2 separate regions of the Zea mays genome follow, and region 2 is linked to region 1. The links are chromatin contacts, called in public Hi-C maps. All regions are on one chromosome and are shown on one strand. The core of a region is the stretch at or near the end of the contact, and the rest is flanking DNA. Distances in the headings are between cores, read along the strand shown.

Region 1 (6,754 bases), core at 337-2,836:
TGACATAAATGGAAGCCATTGTCAACTATGAGAACACGAGTTATTCTTTAGAGCCATAATTCAATGGAGTATTATCTTTTTATCACCATAAAAAAGGAAAAATCAATATGATGATGGGATATATGACAAATGAATGAACAACAAAACCCGGTCACAAAAAAAATCTCTAACGAAATTTTATGATCAGCAAATAGTAAAATACATGATATAGCAAACCCAAGAAGACAAAAGTGCAGAGGCAACCAGCAAAACTTCACACAGATATACAATTAAGTGCCCCAACCTAGAAGACTTGGGGGAAATCTAAGCATAGCAACTAATGATAGTGAGTGTGTTGCGCCATTAACAATCGCAATGGTTGAACTAATGAAAAAAAACTTATATAGATTAACAACATTAGTAATGCATGGAGGCACAGGAAACAAACCTTGGTTCAAGAGCCTGGTACAGAAAGGAAGAACTTGCACAAATGGGGCCAATTTCTGCCTCTCTGCAAGCAACTCAGCCAGATATCTGCCAAACAAGAATCAACGTTAGGATAACAGTAGCCAATGCTAAATTTATTATCCATGTGATACAAAAGAAGAAACATAATTTGGAGGATCTAAAACTAAAGCAGCTATAATCCCGCAGAAATGAAATGTAAAAGGAAACTTTGATATGATATATACAGAACGATCCATCAAATTAAAATTTACATGTGACTATCGCCAATGAGCGATTTGTTACACACAAAGTTTACACCCATTAGCAGCGAGTCAACCATACAGCTCCGTTTAGGACAGCAGTAACAAATCTATCAGCGAGCCATCACAAAAGAAGTCCCTACGATTACAGATCACTCCTCCATAACAATCGGCAGCATTGATCAAGGGGAAACATGGCATCCGGAAGTTTAGAATTAAGCGGAAATCTCCACCGCAGCATCAAATCTCGTGCTCCTCAGAAGGATTCCGAAAGGGCAGGATCAAAAACAAAACAAAACTCACCAAGAACAACAGGGAGAACAATAGTGACAAAAGAAATAAAAAAAAATCAAGAACAACACTCACCTTTCTCTTTCAGAGGAAGAATACCTCATAGAATTGAGGGGATGGGGGGAAGAATGAGCAGGGGACTGCGAGTATTGCAAGAGGGACGGCGGCGGAATCCTTTCGTCCATGGTCCCGAAACAGCGAACGCAAGAAACTTCACCACAAGATTTTGCAAGGTTGGGGGAAGATACAAGAAACCTAAGAACCCAAAAATCCAGGAACCACGAAATGAAGAATTAAAAAAAGAGGCAAGAACAGCAGCTGCTTTCAAGCTTTGGTCCAGAGGCCTATCTTGAGGCCTGGGAAACCTAGAAGACGAGAGAGTTCACAGAGGACCGAGAGCAGGTAGATATATGGGTGATTCTAAATCGCAAAAGAGGAAGGTAATAGGTGGGCAATCAGTGATGAGAGCCCAGGCTGTGCAGGAGTTGGCAGCAGCTCTTGTTGGTGTTATTAGTTCTTGTTCTTGCTCTACTTCCTTTCTCCTCTCCACAGCACACCCACAGCAAGAGAGAGGGGTGGGTGGGAGAAGGGAGGAGAGAGAGAGGCAGAGACAAGCCCAAAGGAGGGAGGGCTTTGGATTCTCTCCCTGCAGTAGTATATGTCGCCGAAATCCAGATGATTGAGGTCTCCCTGCGCCTGCGCCTGCGCCTGCGCCTGCGCCTGGAGTTTGCTCTGTAATTTTCTCCTCTCATTCATTTCGTTCAAGTATTATTATTTACGTTTGTTTTGTATTTTCTTTGTGGTCCCATTTACCTATTTTGATACGTGCACCCGTCACGGTTCCAGCAAACAAAAACTGTGGCGAACCATTCCGTGAATGAGGCCGTCAGTCAAAGTCTACGGTAGCATGCGATTTTCAATTTATGGGTGTATTGTCAAGAAATGACGAAATACATTGCTAATATTTTTATTGTAACTATATTATTCTATGTAGTGATATCAGTTTATTGACCTATTTGGCAAAAAGCTAAAGTCAACATCTAAAGTGCTGCAAAAATTAAACTACATGGAAACATATAGCTAATAGTTTAGTTATTAGCTACTTTTAGCAAATCCGCTAATAGTTAGCTAGCTATTTTTTAGCCAGCTCATTCTTTCTTACTAATGGAATTAGATGGCTAAGAGCATTTCCAAGAGTCTTTCTAAATTTCACTCTCTAAATTATCATTTAGTGAGTCGTTAATATTAAAACCACTTTCTATATCTATTCAATCTCCAAGAGTCTTTCCATACCTTGTTTTGCGCTCTGGAGAGTTAGAGCATCTCCAAGAAACTCTTCATTTTTTGCTCTCTATTTGACTATCTATTTACGTTTTTATAAAGATTACACTCTATATCTGCATCTCAGTCCAACAGATTATCTATCTAGTTTGGCTAGTCAGGTGGCTAGCCAAATTTAGCTAGTGAGAGAGCCAATTTAGAGAGCCAGATAGATTGTGAGTCAGATAGCTAGTCTGTTGGAGATTTATTTTGCTATTGAGTAGCCAAAATTTAGCTTGACGACTTATTTAACTAGTCTCTTGGAGATGCTCTTATTCACGTTTTCTATATTTGGCTAGCGAGAAACCAGGAATAGAAGATGACTATATTTGGATAATCATTTAGATAAACTGTTGAAAGGTATTTTTTATAAAAAAAATCTCTATTCATATAGATTAGAAAGTATATAGAGAGTCTTTTGGAGTTACTCTAACAAATAGCTAGCTAAGAGCAACTCCAGTAGTTCTCTAAAAGACTTCCTAAATCAATAATTTAGGTAGTTAACATGAAAACTATTCTCCAACAGTTCTCTAAATGAACTTTCTAAATTTAACAACTTGTCATCTAACCTCATTTTCTCTCTACATTTGGCAACCATTTAACAACTCCCTAAACAAAAATGTTGACTGCATTATATAGTTTTTGTGACTTATTTTTTATGTGGATAAGTACAAAACAAAATTACAACCTATATTTAGAGAACTATTGGAGAATTCACATTTTTTTACTCCAAAAGTCATTTAGCAACTTCTTAAATCTGTGATTTAGAGAGCTAAAGTTTACATAACTATTGGAGTTGCTCTAACTGTTAGCTATTTGCTAAAATTAGCCAATAGCTCAATTATTAGCTAGATTATTTGGATGTCTTCAGCTAATTTTAGCAGCTAACTTATTAACTCTGATGCATTTAAACATAACTAAAGCACTTTAGAGACGTTAAACCAAACACAACTTAGGACTACGATTAGATTCATCTCTATCCACTTGGTAATTGGTATGTTATAATCAATTGACAAAACAAGAACTAAAACATGTCGGGGTCTTCCCATATGTACCCCTAGCCAAGTCGTAATAAGGAAAATTATTGTACTCGTCAGTTAACGGAATCTAGGTGTCCGTTTGAGGAGCGTTGACTCCTCCAGCTAATTAAGCGCAAGTGCGCAACTACCCCCGTCCCAGGCTCCCAGGCCCGCTCCATCTGAGCCGTTCATCACGCGTCTAGATCACCTCGCTACCGAGAAGCACGCAGGGCCGTCAAACATTTCAGCACACAGATTTGTCAATCATTATGGAACGGAACACACCGTCTTGCGCGGCCGCCGCTTCCTCGGAATTAGGCTAAAAAAACGCTGAGCTCTGTACAATTTGAGAGCTTTTCGTGATGGTTTTTGTTTTTGTTTCCGCCGCTCGATGAGTTTGTTTGTAATAACTGGTGATAGATCAAGATTTGGCCAGGTCATCAATTGACAGCCGAGATATAGTATAATATATACTTACAGAACAAATGACGCGGCGGCTGCGTTAGTTTATTGGCACACTCATGGCGTGTTAGGGGCAGCGGCCACAAGGAAACACGAATTCCAGTTAGGCACCTGGAGACGATTGAGCTCGTTTCTGTTGAACACAGCTAGCTATGGCCTATGGGTTTATTTGCATGGATCATCATGACGAATCATGGCTGTGGAGCAAGCTTGATCACATACTCTAATATATGTTCTATTTTATTATAGGATAATTTAATTATTTAGAACAGCCCAAACATGCATTTCCATCAGAAGCAGCTTGATCGCTGGCTGGAGGATGGAGACGTCCGTGCTACTGCAGAAATGGGGTAAAGAACAAGCAGAAGATCGAGGATATCAAGGCTCCGTTTGAAACGGAGAAAAGTTTTTATATTTCCTGCATTTTCCACGTGAAAATAAGCCGATTCCTACGGTATTTCTGTACGACTCCTGCATTCTAAGGGGGTGTTTGGTTGTTCCTGCTAAAGTTTAGCCTGGATCACATCAAGGGTTTGACTTTTAAATAGGAGTATAAAATATAGACCCAACCAACTGGACTAGATTCGTCTCGTCTTTTAATCTTCGGCTGACAAATTAGTTTTATAATCTGACTACATTTAATACCCGGAACGTAGGTTTAAACATTCGATGGGACATGGGCTAAATTTTAGCGGGGTGTAACCAAACACCCCCTAAAAGAGGGAGAGCTTTTGTAATCTGACGGCTAGCTATAAATTATGCGGATTATTATTATTACTGAAAATATTTTTTAAGCCATGGAACCAAATGCTGCTTCGGAAAACACCAAAAATTACCACCTCATGTACGTCTCCTATCGTCCCACTACGAAATCAAACCTACCCCAGACTAACTGGGGCACGCACCTCCAAATCGTGTTCAAACTGATGGATGTAAGATAAACTAAAGACATGTCATCAGATTGATGGAGTGACCTGTACATTTCCATTCTTCTACCACTACCAGGCACACATCCGTTACATTCTGAGTTGTCCGTAGAGATGACGATGGATACCCGTGTTCAGATACCTAATATTTTACTCATGAGTTTTTTATTGGACAAAAGTCTTTATCCAATGGGTAAACGAGTATTAAAATGTTCCTTCCTCGCTTATACTAGTTAACTCGTGGGTATAAAATACCCGGTATAAACTTAGCCCAAAAACATTAACTTAAGCTTCAGTCATCCATCTCTTTTGACTATTTAAAAACTTTTTGGGTGATAATGTCATAGAAGGCTTAACAACTATTTGATGACCATGCAATGGAATATGTAATGTGTTATATGTGGTAATATCCTAGTGTTGCTACTTTATCCAATTATCTATGGCAGTGGAGGACACAGAACATAAATTCACGTGGAGCCAAAAAAAATCGCAAAACAACTAGATAAAACTATAAAACAGATGTAATATTGCATATAGAAACTAGTGATAGTACAATAAAAGTTAGAATTTGAATGTACCTCCTTGTCTCTTCATCTTGAACATTTTTATCATACATCAATTTGACTTTTTAATGTTGGATCTACAACAATTTCATCCAAATTAGATGCTCTTCCAATATTTAATTGTTCTTAATTCTTGTTTGTGCAATGGTCGGCCGAGCAGAATAACTCGCTGAGCAGACCAAGAGTAGGCTATTTTAGACTCTCTCTCTCCAATAAATGTGCTATAACGTTTTGTATCTTAAATTTAGGGAAGATCCCCGTACTCTACGCGTCCAATAACATCCTCTAAATGGTCTTCTTAAATTTAGGAGACACTATTGGATCCTTCATATATAGTTTCTCTCTCTTCTATACATTTGAGAGTATGATACATATGTACAAAAATAAAAGTAATATTGTCGGCGTTTCGACCCCGGGGGATCCCTGGACCGACGAGTAAATTGTCGCTGCGTGTCCCAGCCCAGATGGGTCGACGCAAGACGGAACACAAGGGGGGAAAACAGTAAGGGGAAACCGCGACCTCGTGTTGTCCTGCGCCCAGGGCGGATGCGCTTGCAGTAGGGGGTTACAAGCGTTCGCGTGGGAGAGAGAGAGAGCGTGAGCCTGTGCGTCAGCCCGTCCTCCCGTGCGGCCACCTTCTCGTACAAGAGCCCTGGACCTTCCTTTTATAGATGTAAGGAGAGAGCCCAGGTGTACAATGGGGGGTGTAGCAATGTGCTAACGTGTCTAGCAGAGGGAAGCCAGAGTCCTATGTACATGCCGTCGTGGCTGTCGGAGAGGTGTTGCTGCCCTGTTCATGTGAGGTCGTGGCCGTCGGAAGAGCGCTTGAGCCTTGTAGGAGCACAGCTGTCGGGGCTGTCGGGGCCTTGCTGACGTCTCCTTGCTTCCATAAGGGGCTGAGAACCGCCGTCGTCATGGAGCACGTGGGGTGCCATCGTTACCTGTTTTACCGGGGCGAGCCAGATGGGACGCCAGTCTTGTTCCCCATAGACTGAGCTAGCTAGGGGTAGGGTAATGATGGCCCCCCTTGTGACGTGGTCGGTCCGAGCCCGAGGTCGGGCGAGGCAGTGACTCCTCCGAGGTCGAGGCTGAGTCCGAGCCCTGGGGTTGGGCGAGGCGGAGACCGTCGTCCGAGGTCGAGGTGGAGTCCGAGCCTGGGGTCGGGCGAGGCGGAGACCGTCTTCCGGAGTCGAGGTTGAGTCCGAGCCCTGGGGTCGGGCAAGGTGGAGACCGTCGTCCGAGGTCGAGGTGGAGTCCGAGCCCTGGGGTCGGGCGAGGCGGAGACCATCTTCCAGAGTCGAGGTTGAGTCCGAGCCCTGGGGTCGGGCGAGGCGGAGACTGTCGTCCGAGGTCGAGGTGGAGTCCGAGCCCTGGGGTCGGGCGAGGCGGAGCTTCCTATGGCGCCCGAGGCTGGACTTAGCTGCTGTCGGCCTCACTCTGGCGAGTGGCACAACAGTCGAAGCAGGGCAGGCGGCGCTGTTTTCCTG
Region 2 (7,558 bases), core at 2,882-5,381, 160 kb after region 1:
TAGTGCATTCAAACACCATATAAGTTTATTCTGCATTATTTGAAAGCAACACATCTGCAAGAAAAGATCTTAGTTTTATATTTTGACAATTGTTCATTTTGTTCTAAGTGAATCAAGTACTGTCGTCTATTCAACCCCGTCCCCCTCCCTCTCTAGGCAACTATCAGGAACATTTTTTTTCTAGACTCTGCAAATCAGGCAGTTTAATTCGAGATCTTACAACTGAACCGTTCAGGCTAAAACAGGTACGAAAACGCTTCTCATTCGTCAAGTATATGACAGACAGTTACAGGTTGTTTCTCGAAGAACAGCCTAGTTGTATAACTCATGTTACATACTCTTTTTTTTTGTAAAAAAAAGAATGAACAAATGAACAAAGACGCCTATCATTCAGAAAAATGCTGGCTCCACCTCCCTGCTTGTAATGTACACATCTTCTGATAGTGTCAGCGCCTCCTCTCAGATTGTCACTGGATCAATTAAGGTTTGATCCTCTTGCATTCCTCTTACAGTAGAATCGATTCAGAAATGCCTCCCCTCTATTGTCATTGGATCGATAAAGGTTTGATCCTCAGTCCTGCATTCCTCTTATAGTAGTTTCGATTCGAAAGGTTGACGAAAGAATTCTAAAGAGACCGTCTGGGTTGTCTGCATGAACCTGGAAGGAAACATGCAAATAATCAAATATTTTGGTTTGCAGCTTTATTGTAAAAAAAAAGAAAAAAAAGGCGGGTGCCAAAATACCCAGTGTCCAGCGTCTTCAAGCACGTGCATTTCAACTCCTCCACCCTCATCTGCAGCTAATTCCTCCGCAGTATAAATTCTTTGGAGGTCTTCGAGAGCCCATCTATGCAAACTTCGTTCAGCTTTTAGAAAATTAATATGAACACCCCTTGGTACATTCTCTACAATCCTCCTGAATGGAGCAGCATTCCATTAGTCACACAACATACTTTCTTTTGATGATCTCAACTGGCATCGCTGAAGATTTACCATAAGTTAGTATCCTCATAAGACTTGTACATCTCAGAGATGCCATTTAGATCAAAAGTCCATGAGAAGCTTGAAGATGGTCGCTGACCCAATGGACTGGTTCGACGTAGATTTGTAGCCACCCACTGAAACAAAGAAACAACACAAAAAAAAGGAATATCTGTTGGCTGCTGTTTCATTGGAGACAACAAGATAGAGTAGCCTGAAAGGGCATCTCAATAAGCTGTTAACCATACCCGTGCAACGTCCATAGAAAATTGTCCTTTAACAAGAGCATCAACAACCTCCTGTTTTGAAGAAACCTAAATTTCAACAATAAAATGTAAAATAAAAATGAGTCCTGAAGCTGTGACAGGGCACCAAAATGTATTACTCAGTAAAGTTTTTAAGATATGTCTTAGAGTCCAACCTGCTCAGGCATTCTTCTGAGAAATTCAATAAGTTCAGCAGGGTGATCTTCACCATCTCCCCCGGCCCGAACTTTGCCAGGAGTAGCATCAAGAACCCATACCTTTTAAGAAACAGAATATCAAGAAAATAAGCATAACAGAGAAGAACTAATCAATGCAAACATATTTCAATTACACCAACAACATTCAAAACAAGAAGTAGAGCTCACTCTAACAGGACGAGCAAGTGGTTTTGCAGCTTGTTCTACCATACTCAAGGCCACTGCAAAGCTCATATGTGAGTACCAATATCCATTTTAATTACTTTTGTTGTAAAGCATAACATTTCAAAACGGTAAAGACATATATTAATAAAAACCTTTTCCACCAAAGCTGTGACCAACCAAAACCCGAGGGGTTAGCCTGAGCTGCATTATCTGTTGGATTTTGATGGAGCAAAATATAAGTCAGCTAAAGGAGTGAACAACCAAGAAACAACAAATAGCACCAAATATAATAAAGAAGTTTTGAAAAAGGTGTGTGCCATGCCACCAAATCACTTCGTCATTTACTTCATAGTGATGACTATTAGATTACAGGAACCTCAAATAATGCATTTTGTCATATGACGCTGATGCATGTAACCTAACATGAAGAGTTAGGCTTGTCTCCAAATGCATAAAGCTAGATTTGCAATAAGATGAATATGCAGATATTGTGCAAGCACGTTGGACACAGATAGAGTTCATTTTCAAACAAGCTACACTTCTAGTTCTATTGATAAAAATGAAGATTGAAAAGAATGAGAAGCCAAAGAGCGAAGACATAAATAGCTGACGCAAAAAGCTACAAACCAGCTTTAGAACATCAAGAGCAGTTGAGGCAACAGTGTGTGGTCCACTCTTCTTAATTGATGTTGAGTCGCCATGGCAGCGCAAATCAACCAAGAGGAACTTCATAAAGAGAAACCATAAATGTCAATCATTTTTCATATATGATATGCATTGTAGAGTAATTCAGGCCACCATCAGAATGATAGATATAATGACCTGCCACATTGGGAATTCCTGAGCCAATCTCTTCGCAAAAGATCCTTCACAGACAATTTGTTTGTTACTTTGTTAGTCATGTGGTTCACAACCAAAATATAAAAAAATCAAGTATGTTACTCAACTTCAAACCTATAACAAAATACAAAATGGGCCAATACAAATATTAAGACAAATTACAGACACATTGAGGACTCCTCATTTACCCCAGTTTTTCCTGCTCCCAAGGATGCCATGAAGAAGAACAGCTGTTGGTGGATCAGGTATTGATTTGTCCATAAATGAATTCCACTGAACCTGAAGTTAAAGTGTTGAATTTGATTTATGTCGATTGGACAAAAAAATCAAAATCAAGCTAGTTTTACAACTAATGACAGATAATTTGCGTGAATGCAAAACTTACAAGATTCCCTTGAACCAGTTCATAGGCCTGCAGATGAATACAAAACATTTGTCAGGACAAGGGAAGAGGACTCATCCCGTACAAAAAATAGTATCAAAGCTTCCATACCAGAACTCCAGCATGCTTGTCGACTTCAGGCTGGTAAGCAATTCTTGTGTCGGCCAAAGCCATTTGAGCACAATTGCATGGAGGACATAGCAAAGAACTTGAATTCAGACTAGACGATGTCAGCAGGCAATGGTTATGAACATTCCCCTGAAACCAAAAGGTACAATCCCAGCAAGATGTTGAGATTTCTGCTGATGATACATAAAACAAACGGATTTGGACAGCTGCACTAGCAGATGCCATCAAGCAGGCAAGCTAATATTCAATTAATGTGATCTTCAATGTTGTAATCTCTTCATAACAACCCTAGTTTAAGTTCCAGATCTCCCTCCGATTGCTTTTTTGTTCTCTGTTTTTAATACTAAAAGTAGCAAGACAGAAAAATAGTAGAACTAGTAAATATGAATAAACGTGGGACCTGAAATATTTAGTTATAGTCAAAGTAAGAAATGATTTGCTGCTTAGATCCCTCCTTACAACTAAATAAACTACAGTGATTACTAGTACAGCAAACACATAAATTTGCGACAGAAGAAACTAATGACTAGTCACTATCACTAGTACAGCCATAGAAGCAATTTAATTATTTGTGAGTCCATGATTATCAGTTCAATTACCCCAAAATTTCCTTCATTATAGTGCCTCTAGGTGACAAATATAAGATTTGAGGACAGTCATAGCGACTAATGAAATCGAGGCAATCCATGCTATCAAATAAAAAAACAGCTGCCAAAATGAAAGAAACACATCAACAAACAGTTTGTTTGCTTGAATAGCAATAGGATTGTACAGCGAAGCGACCCAATTGCATCTGCATTAGGCCGATAGCTAATCCAACACCCGCCACCTCACACCTTCAAAATTGCACCAAAACCTCGCGTTTAGCTCGAAACCAGCAACGCGAGGCGGTAGCACCCATAACCCCGCCAGGCACTAGCTCCTACAGCATCGACCACGACGACTAAACGGAACGCAGAATGATTCTGGGCATCCGGAGCGAACGCAGAGCCGTACCTCGCGAGGCCGCGCCGCGCGAACCCTAGCCCCGGGTCGCGGCGCGGATAGGATCACGGCACCGAAAGGGACTCTTCTCGACGGCGCGTAGAGTGCGCGCGGCGGCGGTGGCGCGCGTGCCGCCGCCGACATCAGATCACCGGGGAGCGGGGTCAGCAACGGGTCGGGGGCACGCGCCGAGGCCGAGACGAGCCAAACTGGTGCTTGTTTTCCTTGCAATAAAAAATGGTCAGTTTTTTTGTCGGTTTTGTGGTGGGGAGCGGGCGGAAAAAAGGTGGAGGCGGAGAACCCAAAGCACTAGAGGCTGGCGCGCGGGGCCATGGAGTACTGTCAGGTGGGGTCATATACGGGAAAAGTCCGCCTGGCGGCGGTGTGTGGTCGGTGGGCGGCTGGGCTGGGAGACTGGGACCCACCAGTCGAGTGGCTGTGGCTCCAGTTGGTCCTCCCGTACGTCAGTCGTCAGCCTTCAGTGCGTGGTGGGGACGTGGCGACCGGACGTAGCGCTGTGCCAACCATCAACCATGTGTCCATGTGGGAGGTATGTGCTGGAGCGAGCGATCACGCATTTTAAACCTTCCAGCTATATCGATTGTCACATTAGCTATATGGCATTCACCCCAACAAAGCAGAAAAAATTAACACTCCTCTACTTATTCTAAAAGTATATGTGTTATATATATTGCACAAAATAGGAAGCAGCACAATATATCTCTTAATCCTTAAGCCGTCTCCAACACATTGCGTTGTACATTGTACTATTCACAAAGTAAAATTTAAAATAAAAAATATGATAGAAATCAGGATAGTTAAACTGCTGGAGACACCATTATATGTTGGCTACAACATGTTAATGGGCCTTACATAGTAGCCATAGGCTAAGGGCTCAAGGCATAGCAGGCTGCTAATGTGTTAGGGATGGTAACGGACACATTTTACTCGCATGCATGTAGGTGAAAATCTTGTAGGATGTGAGGTTAGGTGTAGATTTATACCCACAAACACGAGTGTGGAACTGTGGATTGATTCTTAACTCGACTGTTTTTTTCTCGTGGGTACGAAAAATTGGACATGTGCCTGTAAACCTATGTACCCGCATTATATGTGTGTGTGCACGCGCATGTGAAATATATGTATAATTATGTACTCACAGGTAGAGGGTGTGGGATGTATAGTGTACCCATCGCAGATAAGTATTTACCACATGGTACATGTTTATAATTCCTATACATGTGAGTTTCATGCTTGTTGCCGTCCCTAGCCTATGTAGTCAATACACACAAGAAGCAACTGCAAATCAACCTTGTATTGCTAGCATGCGGAAAAGGCGTACGACGCCTTCAGTCTTCTCGAATCCCTTTCCGAACCCTATTGCATTGCACCTAAGGGTTTATAATTATGTTTTTAATGTTCACAATTTCATTTTTACCAAGTTTGACTTTTTATTTTTAGATTTGGAAACGAATCGGTAAAAATAACCGAGATTCACTGAATCCCGTTCCAAATTGTAAACCTTGTGATGCCACGACAATGGAAAGGGTTGTTGCCTATAATTCAGCCATCCAGGCGCATAACATCTTGCCTGCAGATTATAGACACCCTCTCGGCCTCTTTGAACAAGTAATTAGATCTTTACTTTGTTTAGTATTTTTTTCATTCCTTTTTGCTACAGTTTGTATGTACTAAATCACGTTGCTTTTTCTTATTAATTTCCTTTTGTTTGGGTTTCTGTTATAAGGTAGCTAGCGAGTGTTTTAAATAAATCTAAAAAAATACTACCTCTATTTCTCTTTATTTGACACTATATAGTTCAAATATACACTAACAAATCTCAAATAAAAAATCGAAAGGACTATTTATTTTTGTAGGGTAATCATAAAACCAAAAAAATACTACAATTGATTCTTGGTACAAGAAGAAATATGTTATGGCAAATGCACCTGATGATCATGGACTAAATGAATTAAATGCACCAGACGAGCACCATATGAGTGAGGAGTACCAGACGAGTTATGGAATGAATGGAGGAGCACCATTTGGAGCATCATATGGAGGGGTACCATACGATTCATATAGAGGAGCGTCATATAGATACCCATACATGTATGGAGGAGCATATGGATAAGTGAGAAGGAAGAGCGTCTATGGCGGGAGGAACATTATTGATATGGTCTTCATTAGGAGGAGGAGCATACACTGATGATCTGTAGGGATATAGAGGAAGAGGATACTGATAGAGGTTGCGGACTCAGGGAACAAGGATGAGCAGAAACATCCTCCCAACAATGATATATGGAAGAAGGGTCATCGAAGAAGACTTACCCTACACCGACAAGGGTCTCAAGATGTTGTGGAGTTTGTGCCTGTAGCAAGTCGCTGAAAGTTTTAAAGTTTGAACTCCATATTAGATCCATATTAAAATAGTGTGGATGTTTTACAAATAAGATAAGTGAATTAGAGGGTGATGTATGTAAATGAAATCAAACACTCCTCTCTATTTACAGAAAGGGTCTAGAGTTTTTCTTTGTTTTTGAACTTCAAACGGTCGAAATTTTGTGAACCAATTAGGAGATGACATGTGACAACGTGTGGTTAGTACACAGTATAAAGTACTAATTAGTCGGGATCGATATCAACTAATTCTCCAATACATGGATCGGTGCAGCCATATACAGGCCGGTTCAGCTCTGACACAGTTGGTACGAAACGGACCGATCGGTTGACAAGTACACAATCCTGTTAGTATGCAAGTCCACCACGGTTGGTAAGTACATGTCACACCCGGGCTTTAAGGAACAAAGCCGGGTGCATCTCATACATGCGCCAAGAAGACAACATATACAATAACAGAGTGTATAGAGATAAATGTCATAAAACATCAGAGTATTTATTACATAGCGGAAGACTTATTACAAAGTAAAGGAATAAATGTAAAACGAACTAAGGATCGTCGGCGCCAATGTCAACTGAGAAACGCCACCTAGATTAGATCATACTCCTCGCCTTGTGGCTCCTCCTGAACCACCTGTTCTTCTCCTGTGGGGGGGTGAGACAGCAAGAGTGAGCTCACATACGTTCATCGCTCAACAAGTTGTGGGGAATAATGTGACATGAACTCACCAAAGGTGGGAGTTCATGAAGTGTAAGGCTGATCAAAGAAATAAAGGCTGAAGCTGAGCATTGCTTTTATAAGTTGGTCAAAATTTTATTAGCAGTTACTAAGTACAAGTAAATACCAACCCTTAGAAATAATAAATAAAAGTAATAATGAAATAATCCCATATGCAATGAAATGACAGATTGAGTTTAAGTTCCATAATTTAATCATGTGAGTGTCCGAGCCGCTCATGACCGTGAGCACGGCTAGTATACCAGTTTTACACTCTGCAGAGGTTGCGCATCTTTACCCACAAGTCGTGTTACCCATTTGCCACGGAGTTGATCAGAATCCATACACCTCTACCTAGGAAGCGAGGCAGGGTACCACTACGAGGCCTTTACAAAGTTCCACTAGCTTCAGACTACCCGCTACAGTTTATAGGAAGCTCCAGTGCAGGGTTCTTGTCTGACCGCCATCGCAGCAAAATCAACCCAAGGACCTCCCT

The links. A called contact is a pair of places that touch in the nucleus more often than the background predicts.
Region 2: a contact with region 1 is called in a Hi-C map of tassel, with 2.8 times the contacts expected there. The contact joins the promoter of LOC100381431 here to the promoter of LOC100274205 in region 1. A contact is called at or near these places in 2 of 25 Hi-C or Micro-C datasets (leaf and tassel) and 1 of 3 datasets of contacts at active chromatin or transcription factors (seedling).

Annotation. Positions count from the first base shown.
Region 1 is chr3:174,914,390-174,921,143 of Zm-B73-REFERENCE-NAM-5.0, forward strand. LOC100274205 (KH domain-containing protein) reads right to left here and starts at 1,587. Exons shown (of 7, transcript NM_001148577.1): 1 at 1,077-1,587; 2 at 428-513. The coding sequence starts at 1,162.
Region 2 is chr3:175,075,913-175,083,470 of Zm-B73-REFERENCE-NAM-5.0, forward strand. LOC100381431 (alpha/beta-Hydrolases superfamily protein) reads right to left here and starts at 4,132. Exons shown (of 13, transcript NM_001174272.1): 1 at 3,957-4,132; 2 at 2,943-3,089; 3 at 2,835-2,861; 4 at 2,638-2,728; 5 at 2,432-2,475; 6 at 2,237-2,335; 7 at 1,762-1,819; 8 at 1,613-1,665; 9 at 1,403-1,504; 10 at 1,230-1,295; 11 at 994-1,118; 12 at 745-916; 13 at 163-658. The coding sequence starts at 4,088. The coding sequence ends at 572.